Regions from separate parts of the Mus musculus genome. Here regions 2 and 3 are each linked to region 1. Evidence: chromatin contacts called from public ChIA-PET and HiChIP or PLAC-seq data. All regions are on one chromosome and are shown on one strand. The core of a region is the stretch at or near the end of the contact, and the rest is flanking DNA. Distances in the headings are between cores, read along the strand shown.

Evidence for each region. ChIA-PET counts read pairs in DNA pulled down with a chosen protein or histone mark. HiChIP or PLAC-seq counts read pairs in DNA pulled down with a chosen protein or histone mark.
Region 2: a contact with region 1 is called in a BATF HiChIP or PLAC-seq map of CD8 T cells, with 5 read pairs. The contact joins two enhancer-like sites. A contact is called at or near these places in 1 of 15 datasets of contacts at CTCF or cohesin (CD8 T cells), 5 of 484 Hi-C or Micro-C datasets (CD4 T cells, Th2 cells, bone marrow-derived macrophages and 1 more) and 2 of 115 datasets of contacts at active chromatin or transcription factors (CD8 T cells and memory CD8 T cells).
Region 3: an RNA polymerase II ChIA-PET map of memory CD8 T cells shows a contact between it and region 1, with 11 read pairs. The contact joins two enhancer-like sites. A contact is called at or near these places in 3 of 484 Hi-C or Micro-C datasets (the Ba/F3 cell line, the HL-1 cell line and liver) and 2 of 115 datasets of contacts at active chromatin or transcription factors (CD8 T cells and memory CD8 T cells).

Annotation. Positions count from the first base shown.
Region 1 is chr9:94,439,128-94,443,355 of GRCm38.p6, forward strand. No RefSeq gene overlaps it. Among named protein-coding and RNA genes, the nearest start is that of Gm46148, 32 kb to the right of the region's middle. Within about 2 kb of position 2,489, at least 15 of the 459 cell types and tissues checked have an H3K27ac peak or open chromatin away from gene starts, as enhancers often do. A contact at or near this core is called in CD8 T cells and memory CD8 T cells, where this site is marked.
Region 2 is chr9:94,689,427-94,693,654 of GRCm38.p6, forward strand. All of the region lies in intron 2 of Slc9a9 (solute carrier family 9 (sodium/hydrogen exchanger), member 9), which reads left to right. Among named protein-coding and RNA genes, the nearest start is that of Slc9a9, 22 kb to the left of the region's middle. Within about 2 kb of position 2,050, at least 182 of the 459 cell types and tissues checked have an H3K27ac peak or open chromatin away from gene starts, as enhancers often do. A contact at or near this core is called in CD8 T cells and memory CD8 T cells, where this site is marked.
Region 3 is chr9:94,619,293-94,623,520 of GRCm38.p6, forward strand. No RefSeq gene overlaps it. Among named protein-coding and RNA genes, the nearest start is that of Gm39404, 37 kb to the left of the region's middle. Within about 2 kb of position 1,804, at least 33 of the 459 cell types and tissues checked have an H3K27ac peak or open chromatin away from gene starts, as enhancers often do. A contact at or near this core is called in CD8 T cells and memory CD8 T cells, where this site is marked.

The DNA of each region.
Region 1 (4,228 bases), core at 1,239-3,738:
ATTCACCACTTTTAGAAATTTTAAATCATGCTTAGGCTATTTCAACAGTTCAATGACTCTTCAAAATGTTCCTCATAAAGTTACCACGTGACACAGCAACCTAACTTGCACAAAGAGAGATGTAAAGACTCCTACATAGAAACTCAAACATGAAGATTCATAATGCCTCCAACTAGAAAGGACCATATATGTAGCAAATGATGAATGAATAAACAAATGTGGTATGTCTACTCAGTAGAGCATTGTTTCATAGTAAATGAAGCACTAATATGACAACACAAAGAAGGAATGTCCCACAAAATGGATGAATCTTGAAAATATTATGCTAATAGAAAGAAGCAACAAGAGGTCTCATGCTTTGTGACTTCTATCAACCAATCAAAGGAGGCAAATCCAGAGACACGGGAAATGTACTGTTGGCTCCGAGAATCTGGGGGGAACACGAACAAAAAAAGTAGTTACTAATTAATAATGGATTTTTAAAGCATTATGAAAATGTAGTAAAGTGGACTGAGGATGTATTAAAACAATTCAATGCTTGAAATGGTGAAATTTACTGTGTGAATTCTATTTCATTATAGCTATAAGAAGTTTCTGAAGTAAATGGACATATAAACAATATTTTTTAATCCTCTAGGAAGGGGTAATGAGTTCACATTTGGCAGAAGACAGCACAGGAAGAGAAATCTAAGCAAAGAGAAGAATGCAGTCCAAAGATGGAAACACAGGAAGGAGCTGCTCTGAAGCAATAGTGAAAGTCCAGAGTGGTTCTAGAAAATTCTGACAGATCGGGAGTGGTGAAGACTAGGGCTAGAAAGACATTTGCTGCTTTGATTTGGGAATTCTGAATTTATCCTGAAAGCAACTGATAAACATTAAAAGTCTTTAAACAAGACAGTGAACTACACTTTAGAGATGGCCCCTGGGAGTGTGGAATAAGTCCTTGAGATGTTAGTAATGACAAGGAACAAGATCAGTCAAAGCATCGCTGTAGAAGTCCACATGAGACCCTTCAGAGGCTGGCACACTGTGGTAGGGATGAGTAAGAGGGAAATCATTTGAAAACTGCTTAAGAAAAAAAAACAATAATGTCTGGCAAGATGGTAGATAAACAGGATTGCTGTGGAAGTCTAAAACTATGAGGTAAACCTTTGGAACCCACAGAAGGGTTAGAAGGAAAGAGCCAACTTCCCAAAATTGACGTCCTCATAAATGCCAAGGTGGGCCTGTATGTGCAAATACACATATCACACACACACACACACACACACACACACACACACACACACACACACACACACATAAATACACACACATGCAACAATAATAGTAATAATAATTAATAGTAATGATAAATAATAATTAAGTTCATGCAAACAAAAAGTCAATAAGATTTGACCAGTCACTTAGTTTGCTGAGCTGCTAGGTAGGGGAAAGTGCTATTGGTTTAAACTTTCTTAAAAGAAACAGTGTGAAGGCACAATTCTATACCACTCTGCTATATATAAATGTCCCCACTGAAATGCCACACAGAGAATGATGAGCTGAAGCTTCCCAATGAGATGAACCTGCCACTGTCTCTACTCCAAGATAGTGCCAGCCTAACCAGTTAATGGCTCTACAAGATGGGGCCCCTATGATAGAAGATTCTGCAATTATTTTCAGCCATATGACAAAATATCTGATAAAAGACAAGTTTAGGGTGAAAGGGATTATTTGGGGCTCTGTGAGGTACAGGCCTCACAAAGGGAAGGGGTGGCACCAGGAGTATGAGGCATCTAGTCACAGTGAATACTTAGCCAGGAAGCAGACATACAGACAAACACACACACACACACACACACACACACACACACACACACACACACACACACACACACGCACGCACATGCAAATACATGTGCTCAGCCGTCTTAAGCCTTTTTATTCAGGTCTGGGACCCCAGCCCATCAGATGGTGCCACGCATAATCAGGATGCGTCTTCTCCCTTTAGTTCAGCCTCTTTGGAAACAGAAGGCCACCCAAAGTTGTGGCTCTTAAACATAGTCCACCTGACAGCAAAGATTGACAGTCGGAGATGTTGTCTCTGGAATTTCTTAGAACACGCCTTGTAGTTGAGATTTTCTGCATCCCCTGCCCTTGCCTGCCCACTCCTCTTACAGAAGTCAGACAGAAACAGTCTCATGGCCACCCAAGCCTCTCCTGTTTTTCTCTTACTGTTATTTTATGTAATTGTGTGTGTGTGTGTGTGTGTGTGTGTGACTCAGTTCTGGGTTGGTATTTCCTTTCTGCTGCATTCAAAATAAGAAATTGAGAGAAAGGGTAAAGATAATAATCTTTTTTTTTTTTTAACTTTTAGCCTGTTTGCGTCTAACACACTGAAATTTGACATCTGCTGAGCAAACATTTTTTTGAGCATGTATACATACAGTGATCCACATAACAACTGACATAGAATAACCACAAGGAGGTGGTTGGCTCCAGTGGTTTCTTAACGAAGGGTTTGAGGTTTTCCTTGACATACTCATACCTGGCTTTGGTTCTGTGCCCTTTTGTGTTGAACGTAAACATTAGTTATCATCTACAAAAGCAATCTTGTACAATGTCCTGGCAAAACTAGAGAACGCTGGAGTCTGCTGTCTGTCTCAAAGCTTTTAACTACATCTATGTACAAGTGAGAGAAGGAATTGACATAGAAACGAATTGTGATCTGCCCTTCACAAGTCCTGTGTTATTTTCCATGTTTGTTTTCATAATTAAATTTCTAATGTCTTTACATTTTCCGCACTAAGCATTTCAGTAGTAAAGAGAATCAGTATTGCATTGCAGTCCAGAAAGAGTTAAATTCCTTGAAAAAGCTAAGAAAATATTATATTTTAATCTCAGGGACTTGTCTAGACTCTTTTAGTGTGTTGCCATGGGAATGAAAATAAAAATAAGAATTGCTATATTCTTTTTAAACCTAGAAAGATCCATATGCAGTGTTTATCTCTGAGATTATCTAAATCTTCCTTTGGCTGTCTAATTATGAAGCGTTTTCATACATCTTTCTCTGAGATCTCACCCCTACAAACTGAGTTACCGGCCATGAGAAAGTGCTCCTTTTAATACAGAAATCAATATCCCATCATGTCCCTTAACACTGAAAGAGTGTTTAAATGGAGCAGAACTCTAGGAAGACAAAACTGAAGGGCAGTGGTGTCTGTGTCTGAGGTATGTTCTCATCCCCCCTACCCACTTTCATTTATAGTTGAGATTTTTTTCTTTTCTATATAAATCTACTCTTTCACCTGGCTCACTTCTTGCCTGTGGCATCAAAGCCAAATGGTACAGTGTGTCGTTTAAAGAGAGAGAGCAAAGAGTGGTCTAACACACCTTGGGAGGTTTAATGTATCTGGCTGCACTCGATCTGCAACAAGCTAGACCATTGCCATTAGTATCAACTGGCTTCTTAACCAGAAGCCAGACAAGACTAATATGTGGGTCCCTCCTAACTTGCCAATACCCACAAATCCAGTTGAAAAGACCCACCAGGAACAGGAATGAATGTTAGCATTCAATAACTGTGGAGCCACAAAATCAGTGAAGTACAAGCTATAATATTATTAAAACATAGAATCGTTCTCCATTCTTTAAAAAGACTAGTTTCATTTTTTTTAAGGTTCTTCAATTTAGAGTGTGGAACTGAGAGCCAAAGCCTTCAGCATCCCCCTCTCATAGCAGACCTGAAGACAAACCTGAGACCGTGGATAGCCACCCATCAATGCTGAAAGGGTGTGACTTTGTAATATTTGAGAGGGAAATAGTTGAGTGGAAAACGCTGAGCCTGTTCTGGGCTGATCAGAGTAGTTGTTTATACATTGCTATGAATTTGACTACTATTTCCAAACTCAAATTCCTATGGTTTTAATACAGGTGAATGACTCAATATCAAAATCAATAGGACTTGAAAGGTAACCAATCTGACAACACAGGATGGACACATCAGTCTAGCAAGGATTGCCTTGAATCACTCACATGTAATAAAACCATGCAAGACTGATAATTTCAGAACTACAAATGTGCTGCATAGTTTGCATCGTCAGTTTGATGGATTTCAGAATCACTAAGACAGGTTTCTGCATTGGGTTAATGGAGGGAATACCAGCCATAGATATGAGCAGCACAGTTCAATGGGTTGGGGTTCTAGCCTGAGTGATAGAGGAACAGCAATCTGCGGCCCTGGATC
Region 2 (4,228 bases), core at 800-3,299, 250 kb after region 1:
ATGTGGCTGGAGCCATGGGTCTCCCCATGTGTATTTTTTGATTGGTGGTTTAGTCCCTGGGAGTTTTAGAGGATCTGGTTGGTTGATATTGTTTTTCTTCCTATGGGGTTGCAAACCCCTTCAGCTCCTTCATTCCTTCCCCTAACTCCTCCATTGGGGACTCCGTACTCAGTCTGATGGTTGGCTGTGAGCATCCTCATCTGTATTGGTCAGGCTCTGGCAGAGCTTCTCAGGGGACAGCTATACCAGACTTCTGTCAGCATGCACTTCTTGGCATCAGCAATAGCGTCTGGGTTTGGGGTCTGCATATAGGATGGATCCCCAGGTAGGGCAGTCTCTGGTTGGCCTTTCCTTCAGAACCCCTTGTGTTGTGCATATGAAGATATAAAAATAATTTGTACCCACAGATATTATACAATGGGCCAGACTCTGGTGCTGGTGGGAAGAAGCTACATCAGGACTTAGCCCTTGATCCTGAGTCCTGACCACTAATACCACACACTGGCCAGGCTCTCCAAAGGGCTCATAAACAAGGGGCTGAGGCCCAACGAATTTTAGCTTCTCAGGCAGCAGGAGGTGGGAGGTTCTGGGAAGAGTTCAGGAGAAGTCCCACAGAGTCGGGCACTGAAGCCATCACAGAGCTCCTCTGGATCGCCTTCCTTCTTGGCGTGTGCTGAGTGAGTATTCAGCCTTGGTTTGTACACATTAGGACTTGATAGTCAGTTTTACTCGTAGAAGAATTGAGTTGAAGCCTAGATGGAATGCCAAGGATTTGGGGAGTCTGGAAGGAATTCCCATGTAGTGCCACCACCTCTTAGAAGGTTTTCAAAAAGCAGGTGCATTTCTGGGGTGGTTAGACCTTGGTGGTACTTGGAAACAGAGCACAGCTCTGTCCCTTCATGAACTCCTTCCAATAGGAAAGGATAAAGCTGGAAAATAGAGAACTATGGCATTTAGAGCAGCAGCAGTATACTGTGTGCTTCTTCTGAAGGTAGACTTCAGGAAGTACCATATGCTAAGCCCGTTCTCTTCATGCTCAACACAGGTAAAAATGTAGGATAGAAAAGAGTTATCTGCCAAGTGAAACCAGTGCTACCTATGCCATGAGAAAGGCGCACTCAAAGCAGCTGGCTGCTGCTGTCCTGTCCTGCACTGTAATGTTTGATTCTCAACACCATTTGCTAAAGTTCTTCTGTGGATCCAAAGTATCTTTAATTTTAACCTTTGGGGCCAATATTATTATGTTATGTTATATTATATTATATTATATTATATTATATTATATTATATTATGGCTTCACAAATGTGAATTTGTTCCAGATATTTAGGACTAAACAAACATTCTTCACTTTCATATAAATAGGAAGTTTAAATTTTTTCTTTTGAAGAGGAAATGGAAATTTGAAAAGTAAAAACAAATAAACAACCAGTAAAAACAACAAACAAACAACCTAAACATCAGGGGTGGGGACGTAGTTTGGTGATGAAGAGCTTGCCCATCATGTGAAAGCCCCAGATCTGACCCAAGCAACCAGCAACAACCCTTGTCTATTGCTAATGTTTCTTTCATTTATTCTCTGTCTTCAATGGACTGAGTCTCCACAATTACACTTCTGAAATAGACATAATTTCTAGGAGGGTACTTACTAGTAAGCCGGAGGAAAATAGTACCAGAATAACACCGTAATGCTAAAGTGCAGGTGCCAAAGGTTTGTATAGACCCCCAGGCACTCAGAAGTGCTGCTGTCCTGTGGTGGCAGGGCTGTCAGGGAGGCTTACAAGGAAGCATCCTGATGGACTCTAGATGCAACTGTGGGAGAGGATGGGGTGAGGGTGGGAAGACATCCCAGTCAGAGGGAGGGGCATGGTATACAAGTGAGAAAAGCAATAAATATCCCAGGAAACGAAGCATCTTCTATTTTTTGGATGTATGGAAGACCAGAAAACTGAGGGCAGATTCGACTATGGGAGCCACTGAACACCAGGTTGGCCTGTTCACGCTAGTCAGCAGAGAAGGGGGATGTTAACAAAGGCAAAGGCTTAGTTTGGCTGCAGCAGGCAGGAAATAAAGCAAAAGCAGAGACAGCACTTGGGTGGAAACCCAGGGGCAGGTGGAGAGGAAGGACAGGTGGGGGTCGGAAGGAGGGGAGGAGCTACTTGGTATTCCCCTGTGAGTTCATAGGAAAGGGGATGGGAAAAATGGAGAAGGAGTTGGATTATAGGGAAAACTCACAGTTTTAACACATCTCATCATGAATATGTTCATGTGTGTTCTAGCACGTTATATATTTACACTGCTGAGCTGCAAGGGCGGGTAGTGCATTGAACTGGGATGTCGGGTGGATCGAGTCCCATTTCAAAAGTTGTCAGCACTGTTAAATTTATCACTTCTACCCCCCATAAATCAGATGACTGCAGTGAACCGACAAAGGAAGCTCCTCCGTGAAAATTCTGCTAAGTCTCCACTTCCTGTTTGAAAAGTGACACTGTCAGTTGCTTAAGGGAAGTGGTTTGGGGTTCTGTATACTGCTGAGTAAAAAATGTGCTATTGTTTCAAAAAAAGGGAATCTGATCCCCTCCCAGTAGGTCACAGAGCTACTATGTGACTAAGACTTGTAAGAATGTTAAAAACAAACAAGCAAACAAGACTTACAGACACAGCTAACTATATGCCTTTAATTGGGCTCTTCCCTTTAAGGGAATCAGTTAATTAAGTCTGCTTTTCTCACTGTCCATATTTCCCTTTTGATTCTTACATGTTTATCTATCTTTGAGCCTTCCAGGCTTTTACCGTGTGACATTCTTGCACAGAGGCCAGGGCCAGAGCTCTTCTGGCAATAGGAACAGTTTGATCAGGCAAAGTCAGGAGATAAATATGTGCAGTTAACAGTGGGGCACTCTTGGGAAGGATACAGGAAGGCTGGGGGGACGATCTCCTCCTGTAAAGCTTTTCTAGACACGCTGGGAGGGAGAGCCCCAGGGTGATTAATCGCCATAAGGGCTTGGAGACGCTTTGGCAGGCTACTCACGGTGTAGTAGGTTTTATCCATCCTTCACATTCTACAGAAACAAGCTGCGGTGATTCCTGTCTCTCTATCTTGACCAGTCTTGGCATAAGAGGACCCCAGTGCAGCTCAAGCTTGCAGAGAGGACCCTGAGGCTGCCTGGACACTAAGGGGCTTTCATTTAACCCTTAGTTAAGAGAACACTTGTTATAAAGAAGGAAGTTTACTTACAAAATTTATAACTTGTAAATTGTAATAAAGAAGCAGTCCCACTGGGTTGGTCTGAGGTGAGGGCAGCAGATGGTATCACTTCACAGTGGCACAACGTTCAGGAAAAGATGGTCACATCTCAAACAGGAGCAGAGGGGTGGTGGGCATTCATTTGACCAGGCTTTCCTCTTCCCGTAACAGACATTTCTAAAGAACTTGAGGGGGTTGCATGAGCAGCACCCCAGAACCTAGAATCCACTGTTCCACTTTCCACAGGATCCACATTCTGTGGAAGTGACCCTGGGGAGCAACCTTCTCTCACAATGTGACCATACCCAAGCCATAGCAGTAAACACAAACTCAGTAAAATGCCCCATGCACCTACTTCAATCCTATTTGTTTACAAATTCCATGCAAACAATGCCATACATTATAACACATATATAAAAGTAAAAAATTTCAAGGATTAGCCGAAAGCAAAATATGAAATCTCTTCTCCTTTCTACTACTCTGTAGAGCATGGGACACCTCACTTTAAGGATCAGCAATGCCACTTATTTTATGAGAACTGTTGTTACCTTAACCAGTTCTGTCTTGGTCCATTCCAGGCCTTGGCAATGGAACATAAGCAGATAACCATATACGATAACATAAATGGAGGTAAACTTAACTCATCGTTCTGAAGGTTGGAAACCAAAGCTCAAGGCACCCACCTAGTGTGAGCTCCTCCTACAGTGTCAGCATGAAAGCCATCAAGAGGTAGAAGCAGGAGGAAGGGATAAGGGACCACAACTCATCCATCTTCCTGGAACACACTTGTTAGGGTTTGAATCTAGAACGGTCCCTCAGAGGGTCACCTTTGGAGTATATAGTCCCTAACTCCTGTCTATCCTGAAGGCTGAGGAGACTTTATGAAGGCAGGGCCTGGCGTGTGGAAATGGTCCAATCCTAGACTGCTTTTTAACTGCATCTTCATGTGCACACACTCTGCTACATCCCATCCATGCCTTCCA
Region 3 (4,228 bases), core at 554-3,053, 180 kb after region 1:
AGCTTGGTGAACACGTTTTCTACCAGGAGCCTCCAGCAAGGATTTACTTTTCAACCACAATACCCACCATGCAAAGCCCAACCAACCCCATTCCAGTGAGCTCCGATAAAGTGAATAAGCTTACATCATAAAGTAGGAGGTAATTAAAGTAGGTGAGGTGATGAGGTTTGCAGCAGAATTTAAGTTGCCGTAAAATCACAGAACCATCCACAGGCCTGTGTCTAGGAAGCCACTTTGTAAGTGGCCCAGGTCTGAGAGCATAGGACCTACTGTTTTGAGGTGCTATGAAAACTGGGTCTTGGACCAGTAAGTTGTAAAGGAGACCAGGAGAATTACTCAAAGACAATTCTTAGTGTTCAGGTTGGTTCTGCCAGCAGTGACAGGGTAATAATTGTCCCCTTAGCTAGGGAAACACAATGAGCAATTGTTTCTTTAGCCCTCAGTGGATGATGTAAGCCATTGGATTATCTTTCAGTATGAAAGTCTTAAATTACTAGGAAGGAATTTTCTTGCCTGCACCTGACACCCCTGATGTCTATCATGATCCATTATTGGTTGCGTTACAAACTGTGGCATTCTTCATTTGCTCCAGATGAAGGAGTGTGCAAATTCACAGATACACAAAGGCACTTGAGATAAGCAAAAATATTTGTTGTGACCCCAGAATAAATCAAAGGGGAAAGGGATTTACGAGAGTGGCTTACAGGCTGTGGTCCTGGTAGTCCAGCAATGGCTGCCTACCAACGGCAGGTCTGAGAATCCAGTGGTTGCACCGTCCATGGAGGTGGATGTCTCAGCTGGTGTTCAGTATAGACCAGAATCCCGAAGAAGTATTGCCAGGGAAGGAATGGACTTGCCAGCCAGAGTGAGGACAAGCAGGCAAAGAGAACAAGCTTCCTTCTTCCATGTCATTTATAGAAACTGCCAGCAGAAGGTGAGGCCTGGATTAGAGTTGGATCTTCCCACTTTAAAGATCTGGGTTAAATGTGGGTCTCCCCACTTGAAGTGACTTAACTAAGAAGAAAAGATTCTTCACAGGTGTACCCAACTGCTTGGGTTTTAGTTAATTCCAGATGTAGTCAAATTGACAATCCAAAGCAAGCATCATGCACAGCCTTTCAAACTTTTAAAGTACGATATTATAGAGTAGAAGATAAGAACCTGGTAGTGTTTGCTGGAGCTCACTGACTGCGGGCACAATTTGGTTTTGTTCTTTCACTTTAAACCCAAATCACGTGTGATGAAAAGGCTGCTCAGAAACTCGAAACATGACCAAGGCGATGATTCATTGACGTCTCAAGGAAATCTAAACATCTGTTTTTGTAGCATCCCCCCCTCCTGTATCTTTATGTATCATATTCTGTTATCTATGCATTTCTCCTTGTATTTAATGCAGCACTTCACAGAGTGAGAAATGATGTTGGATATGTTCAGCAAATGTAGTTGATGTCTTGCCATTTGTTACCAAAAAAAAAAAAAAAAAAAAAAAAAAAGGCCTGCCTAATTAAGCAGCTACTTTGCATTCACTCTGCACACTGTAGCAATGGATTTTCATTTTCTTCTGGACCTTTACAGCATAGCAATCTTGATGTCTCATCAAACTTGTTAAAAGAAGAAATTACCTGTCTGCACAGCCTGTGCATGTATAAGTCTTTTGTTTTGGAAAATGACAGCGACCGTGATTACTATCTGCAAATCACTCAAGTGGCGGCATATAATTAACTGTCATTTCTACACGGCACCCACAAAGGTTCCCACCTAAGCTTAACCGCTTGTTACCGTTTGTCTGTGGTTTGCTCCTCTCCTCATCATTTGTAACCTGCCATTTAGAGAGGTTTGCTCGGTCTGTGTTTTATGCGCCAGCCAGGGGACCTCACGCCTTGACAGCTCTTAGTGATGTGCGCTCACAGATGTATTGAGCCTTACCATATTCCAAGCACTGTGGGGCTTAGGAGTCAACTGGGAATCGGCCAATTAGAAGAAGTGCCTTGACTTTTCACATGAGCCCGTGGAGTTTGTATTACGTATATGAAAATCTGCATTATTGTAACGAAGACCAAGAAAGATGATTTCTCTTGTCTCATGGTTCAGAACAGAGAGATGAGCTTTTCTGCTTCTGCTTCGCATGGCCATTCATAGACTCAGCTTCTGTCCTCTGGATAGTACTCTGTCCTGGCTCCTGACCTTCTCTAGGTTACCGACATGACTGTCCTGCTTTAATTCATGGCGCTGAGGACATGTGGGGATGGGGTGGGAGCGGGAGGCAAAGAGGAGACGGATGGAACTTTAAGAACTGAGCTTCTCTTCAAAATTCACTGTTTGCACCCAGATGCAGCAGACTTAAGAAGTGGTATTCTCTAACTACAAATGCCCAGGCACAACCTCATTGTTTAGGGAAAAGGGAAGAGTGGACAGTAATAAAGACAAACAAACAAACAACAAATCTGATCTCTTCTGTTGCTGGGATAGGACATTGATGTAAATGGGGGATGATTCAGTTTATAGGTTATGCTCCGTCACCAAATGTCTTAATTGGGGTTTTACTGCTGTGAACAGATACCATGACCATGGTGCAGAAGGAGCTGAGAGTTCTACATCTTCATCTGAAGGCTGCTAGCAGAATACTCACTTCCAGGCAGCTAGAATGAGGGTCTTAAAGCCCACACCCACAGTGACACACCTACTCCAATCAGGCTGCACTCCCTGGGCCAAGCACAGACAAACCATCACATCAAGGGAAGCCAAGGCAGAAGCTCAAAGCCGGAACCTGGAGGCAGAAACGGAAGCCCAGACCCCAAGATTACAGAGGAAAGCCAGGAAGCACCTGCTTTGCATTATATATAAGTCAAGAGCATGATACTGGAAGGGAAGCAACAGATAAAAGACTTAGGGGAAATTCCATTTGGTTATGAATGGCTTTGTCTGATTCAGGGATTCAGCCAGAAAAGATTTTTTTACCCCAGCTGTGGTTGTTCACATCAGAACCTGGTAGGCAGAGGCAAGAATGCCACTGTGAGTTCAAGGCCACTGTGAGTATGAGCTACATACAGAACGAACCCCAGGCTGGCCTGAGTACAGATTTTTAAAGACACTGTCTCAGAGAAACAAACAGAGGAACCATTTCCCTCAAAAGTGCATTTCTCTTTTGTAGAAAATAGAATGGCTCAAATGAAGGTCAGGACAGAGAACTCAAAACTGCCAGGGCAGACTTCAGTCTCTTTCTGCTGTGCTTATCGAGGAAGGAGCCACCTCTTGTCCTTGGAAGCTGATCTCCTTCAAGCCTGAAATGTCAGGTTTTATCACTGAAACTCAAGTACATTTTGCTGGTGATGGAAGACAGAGTTACTCCACATGACCCCTTTCAAATCTCCTTCTTTAGAATGTATATATGGCTTCTACCACCCAGCACAGGACTATATACTAGGAGCTACCCTGATTAGAGGAGAAAGACAGACAGACAGACAGACAGACAGAGACAGAGAGAGAGAGACTTTATCTTTTCTGCTGGGGACCCTGAGCACATAGTGAATGTTATGAAATGTGCCTCACATGGGGCAGCTCATTATAAGGGACCAGATTTGTTTAAAAAAAAAAAAAGGATTTTGAGTAAGAATCTATTTAAATGGTATCTCAGATAAAGAGTTTTAATTTTAAAAAGTAATCAAATGTGTAAATAAAACTACCCATTAGGGATTGGTATTGATTTACATTTATAATTACAAAATAAATGAGTAAAAAAAAAATATAACTGTTTCTGCAGTAATAAAAAGCACCATTGGATGCAAGTTTTGTGCAGAAGAGACATTCCAAGCTAGCTGATAGGCAACCCCCACCCACAATGCTTCCAAGGTCTGTCTTATTCCTTAAAATGAAAAAGGAATACATCTTTGTCTCCTATAATGACTCCTCAGTGCTAAACAGTTAGTTTTGTCGCCTTGATTTTTATACACAGAGGCTCACAGAGTTTCTCCTACGGAGCAGGGCTCATAAAATATACTGTTCTGCCTCTAGGTTCTCTCATTCCTATATGGCCACACCTCCTTTATGGTGTCATCTTTAGGTCAACTCCTGAATGGGTAAAGTCAGTGTCACCCAATTCCCGAGCCTGGGCAGATGTGTGTGCAGACAGAAACAATTCCAGCAAGAGCCTTCCTCTTTTGGTCACTCAGGCCCATCTCTTTTATTCTGTAGCCCTTCTTCCAGGCTGTTGGTAAATGGTAGGGAAGTA